Regions from separate parts of the Sus scrofa genome. Here region 1 is linked to region 2. The links are chromatin contacts, called in public Hi-C maps. All regions are on one chromosome and are shown on one strand. The core of a region is the stretch at or near the end of the contact, and the rest is flanking DNA. Distances in the headings are between cores, read along the strand shown. Region 1 holds the start of TNPO1 (transportin-1). Region 2 holds the start of MRPS27 (28S ribosomal protein S27, mitochondrial).

Region 1 (2,700 bases), core at 107-2,606, 410 kb after region 2:
ATACACTAAATAATACTTGCTTTTCATCAATTCATTTCAACGATTTCCAAACAATTAATCAGGTGAATTTCTTACTAATGGCTTAATCAGTAGTTCTTTACATCTGTCATTATTTGCTAATCTTATACATTTACAAAGTTTTCTTGTCATTTTTCTTCAGTAAAGTTGAAGATACCACACACACCCCAATTTGTACAAAACAAGGCTCCCTATACCATGATGGAACTTTTCAAATGCTAAATTTAAACCCTGTTTGTTATTTGGATAAATACACATATTCTAGATAAATATCCCTTCAGTTATACTAAACTCCCATTTAGGAAGGTTTACATTAATTTTTTTTCTTGGTAATCCACTCCTATTTGGGAAGCCTCTTTTTGCTGTACATTTTTGTATTCAATTGCTATCGAATTAACATTAGAAAATGTTGAAATCATATTTATGAACATTTTAGTTATTTAAAATTTTTTTTTTTTTGCTATGTTCAATTCCCTAATGATAGAAATGGTCCTTCTAGACCCAAAATTTAAGTAGTTCTTTTGTAAAATGATTGTGGTAAATGAAAATAATTAACAGTTATTAACATGATGTCTTAGTATAAAAAACACTTTCTTGTATTGGTGCTATAATTTTATCTAGAATACTCCTGGAAGGCAACAACCACTACACATTTTCAAAACATAATAGATACAGCACTTGCAAGTTGGAAAGTCAGTCAAGACTACCGGTATTTTTACACACACTGACCATGGGAGGAAGACTATCAGCGGCATCATCACCTTAGGAAATAATGATGTAGCTATGCGAATTTAAAATTTTCATATAGTAAATGTATTTATAAGAATAATGTCGGGGAAGAGAACTGATATTTATCTATTCACTTCCATTATTATGAATTACTCTAAAAAACGTCTACCTCTCCATTTTGAATTATTTTCTGTTCAGAAAATAAGCCATTTTAATTTCTCATGATGGCTGGTTACGGAGAGGAGTACTTGTTATTTCCAAGAGCAAGAAACTTCTCCAATTTGAATACACACCCGGAGACGTAAAACCTAATTTTCAAAGTCATTTAATTTTCCCTACAGAGCAGTTGATATGTTAGACACAGCATACCTCAAAAGCCTATCCTGCAATATTAGCGGGCAGCCGTCCACTCTCTATCCATTGAAGCCATTTCTGCTTTTTACCAGCGACGATGGAACTGTATTTTTGTGGGACATGCGGCGTGTTCAGTGTGAAATAGGCTCCCAGAGCAAGGCTGTCACTTTGGAGGTGGTCCTGAGGTATGGAATTTAGGCTAGAGGAGGGTCGTCGTGCTAGGAGGGCCTTCGACAGCCCTAGGGAGCCACACTTACAGGGCCATTTTGGTCGAGGCCTCACAGCGCAGAGCAGCGTCCGCGGCGGCTCCTCCCGTGAGCCGGAGGCTGCGGCCGGCACGCCGGCTGCAGGGGGCGCGAGCGGGAGCCCGGCATCAGGCCCAGGCCCGAGGCCGCAGCGCAGACTTAGAAACCGCTGCCACGCGCCGCCGGGCGTAGGTCCGTAGGCCCCGCAGGCCGAGACCGCGGTTTTCCCAGCCCGACTGCCGTTGCCAAGGCGACCGCCGCCGAACGTTCCCGCGGCGAGCCCCGCCCCCTGTCCAATCGGACCGGCGCTCGCCGAAGCCCAGATTCTCTTTGTTCCGCAGCCATTTCAGGCCCGGGACAGGAGGCAGCGCCGCTTCGGCAGAGGGTCTGAACGCCGGAGGCCTCTGGGATGGTGTGGGACCGGGTAGGTGGCGTGAGGGTTCGCGGTCCCGGACTAGAGGGCGGGAGAGGAGGCAAGCTGTTGGGAAGCTCCTTGACGCGCCACGGGGAGAGACAGTGGACCCGCTGCCTTCCCGGTGTCAACCCGGCCGTTTGGAGCCCGGCGGCGGCGGCGCCGCGGTTCTGAGCCCAACAGCTGCGGCCCGGACGTCCTTCGGGATACGGATAAGGGGCGGGCGGCGGCTCCTCAGGTGTTTGAGGTCGGAGCCTGAAACCCGTTAGGGGCGCCAGGAAGAGGGTCGGTTCCCCGGGGAGCTTTTGCTCCCGACCATTAAACCGCGGCGTTTCAGGGCCCTGGGTGCCGCAGTCGCTGCCCCACAACAACTGCTTCCCGCCGGTTCTGGGCACAGTGGGGCGCCGCCCGGGATGCCTGGTCTTTGTCCCCGTCGGCCCCTCTGCCCGGGTGTCCCGGGTCAGCACACTCCATGGCCTCCACACTTAGCTGCCTGGTCGCTTTCTCCAGACGATTGTTCTCCCTTGGGGCCTCACGGCCTCACAGCATGTTTACGTAATTTTAATGTTTGTAACTGTGAGGGGTTTGCGTGGGTTTCTATTTTTTGTTTCTTGGGTTTTTTTTTTTTGTTTTTTGTTTTTTGCGCCTCTACCCTTTTGTACTTCACCCACGCGAACACGCAACAGGGAACTGCTACTGAAAAGCGGACCCGCTACCCCAATCAACCTGTTTTGGGAGTGGCCTTTTTCCTTTAAGAACAATTGCCAGTTATTTTTCCTGATTTTAAAAATCAGCTGGAGTTTGCAAGGATTGCTTATAGTTTAAGTCCGTTATCTTAACAATTACTAATCAATTCTGCCCTTCAGCAGTTAAAAATACAGAAATTTAAAGTTGGAAACTATCCGCAAATTGATTTTGACAATGAATGTATGAAGAGTGCTT
Region 2 (2,700 bases), core at 136-2,635:
CCCCGTAAGGCCAAGCACTCAGCTAATCTGAGACAGAAGCGACTGGGGGGCAGGGGGAGTGGGGAAGGGCACAAGGGTTCCAGCTGAAACTTCCAAGGTGCGAACGAAAGAGGGTCAAACCCCTGCAGAACCTCGAACCCACCCCACCCCTAGTTGCCTGCCTTGCGCAGGGGATCCTTCTGAGGCCTGTGGCCTCCAAAGGCCTCCCAGGCACCTCGGCCACCATGATCAAAGGCAGGGTTGAGGGAAGAAGACTCAGAGGGAAAAAGAACACCACGCTTGGCTGCTATCGCTGCCCTGCAGCTGAAACCCTGCAAGGCTGGTGTGCTGGGATAGGAGAAGGCCTCATTTCATTAGGCTCAGAGAGGAAAATGTGCAAGGAACCAGAGTCAGCCTAGAAGGCATCAGGGCAACCTGGGGTTTCACCTGCAGGCCTGCCTGGGACATGCATGGCCTGGTTAATGATGCTTACATCCCTCGCCTTCCTGAGCGCTCTCTCTCCCGCCCCAAGTCAGGCCAAGCTGCTCACCCAGAAGAGCCCAGCATCACTGCATCACCTAATCCCTCAAACCTCCCTCAGTCCCAGGCAGCAAGATCATGTGTCAAATTACAAGTGATATCACCAAGAAGGAAGAAGCAACCCCCCCTCCCCACCATCAGGGGCTGCTATCCACAGCTGGATTTGATTTTGAATTCACGAATGCAAGTCACATGCCTGGCAACCAGGCAGCAGAACCTCCTGGTGTATCCTACTGCACCCTAGGGGGACACATCATGTAGCCACTAGGGTTCAAGAGGATTAAGGGTGACCTTCAGGTTCACGGCTGGAAATTACTGGATTAACATCAGGTAGTCAAAGGAGTATGTTCTGGTTATAGCCGGCGGCAGGATGGCCACAGGCACGTCCAAAGATAATTCAGCACGAATGCTGCTCACTGAGAAGCCACGAGAAACTAGGCAACCAACTCAACACGAGGCTTCTGGACCAGGGGGTTTGTCCCCCATATAACACCATAGAAGGTGGGGGAAATGTCACTCCCAATTTAGATTAGCGGAATCGTTTCTGTGACACATCGCTGCTCCAGGGACAGGGAATTCAACAACTATGAAAGGGCTTTATAAGCTAAAGTTCATAAAATAAAGGAAAAACAGCTAATACATAAGACTTACCGCTGGTCAGATCGTATGCAAAGCACTTGTATAGAGTATCTCATTTAATCCTCAGGAAAACTCCATGTGCGACTGTTCCCCAGTTCGGCAGATGACGAAACTGCAGCTCAGAGAAGTTATTACCTGCCCATGGATATAATGCTGGGGAGTGCGTGAGAACAGCAGTCTGACGCCAGAGCTCATGTTTGTAACTCTCTCTGGAGTTAACAGCGGCTGTGTGTGTGGTGCGCGTGTGCTCGGGGCACCTGGGTGCGTGGGTTCGCACGTGCGCATGCGTATCCTTTTCAGGAGACGTGGTTTTATGCTGTTAATTCGGCCAAACCTCAAAGGGGTTTCTGAGCAAAAAAGGTTAAAATGTACATGCTTACATACATATACATACTTATATATGAGTATTTCTACACACACACACACACACACACACACACACACACACACCCACAACCACAAATTTATAGGTATTTTTTTCAGGGCTCTCTGGCCAGCTTCAAGCTTTGCTCTCTGCTGAAGAACTTAAGAGTTGCCAGCAGAGGGCGCCAAGAGCCACCATTTTTAAAAGGTGCAAGTGTTCGGATGCATCTTCCGTTTCTGGAATGCAGAGAGAACCGAAGCCCACATTGCAGGCTAGACAGCCAAGGTAGCTATCAGCAGACTTTAGAGAAGATACAGAATATTGCCTTCACTCAGATTAAGAACTACCCAGTATTGGAGTTTCCAGTATGGCACAATGGGGTTGGTGGGGTCTCTGGAGCAGCTGGGACACAGGTTCCATCCCCTGCTCTGCACAGTGGGTCAAGGATCTGGAGTCGCCCCTCAGCTGAAGCTCAGATCTGATCCCTGGCTGGGAACTCCATGTGCTCTGGGGCAGCCAAAAAGGGAAAAAACAAAAACACAAAAACCTTTAAAAAATTATCCACTGTTGAAAGGATGTTTTTAGAAGAGAGAAAACCGTGAGGATGAGCTTCTGCAGATAATACACCAGTGCAAGTGTGTGCGTTGCATCAACTAGATGATTGATGAGAAAGCTATCATCCGGCTTTTCCTGAAAGGTAAACAGCTGGTCCTTGTCTCACTTGGAAAAGAGTCTCCTAAATTAAGAAGAAAAACAAGGAACTATTTGTCTTTTTTACTGAAATCACATGGGTGTGTGAGAGAAGTGAAAAGGAATTAGGCACAATTATTTCCATTGTCTTTCTACCCTAGTCAAATCAATCAAATGACAGCAACCTGACTACCTCTTCCTGCCACCATCAGGAAGGTCCTAAGTTTTGGAACTTTCTCCATTTAAGTGAGGGGGATTCTGGTATTTGGTATTTGTCATTGCCCATTTCTAGGAATAGGTCAAAGGTCAAGTTTACATTATCACAACCCTTTAATGTAAACTGAGACTTCACAGGTACTAATTATTATAATGGGATTGGGCTTGGGATTGTGGTGAAAGACATCCCTGCCAGAGACCAGGGCCCAGGAGCAGAGGAAGAGCAGAACCCTTGCTCAGAAGTGTTGAATAGGTAACCTCTTGGGAACCAC

The links. Hi-C and Micro-C count contacts between places; a contact is called where the count stands out from the background.
Region 1: a contact with region 2 is called in a Hi-C map of embryonic fibroblasts, with 4 times the contacts expected there. The contact joins the promoter of TNPO1 here to the promoter of MRPS27 in region 2. A contact is called at or near these places in 1 of 5 promoter capture datasets (liver) and 2 of 47 Hi-C or Micro-C datasets (both in embryonic fibroblasts).

The regions. Positions count from the first base shown.
Region 1 is chr16:49,047,330-49,050,029 of Sscrofa11.1, forward strand. It overlaps TNPO1 (transportin-1), which reads left to right and starts at 1,357. Exons shown (of 25, transcript XM_021076714.1): 1 at 1,357-1,770. The coding sequence starts at 1,756. ZNF366 (zinc finger protein 366) reads right to left here and starts at 1,438. Exons shown (of 11, transcript XM_021076720.1): 1 at 1,359-1,438.
Region 2 is chr16:48,641,186-48,643,885 of Sscrofa11.1, forward strand. MRPS27 (28S ribosomal protein S27, mitochondrial) reads right to left here and starts at 1,386. Exons shown (of 15, transcript XM_021076728.1): 1 at 1,171-1,386.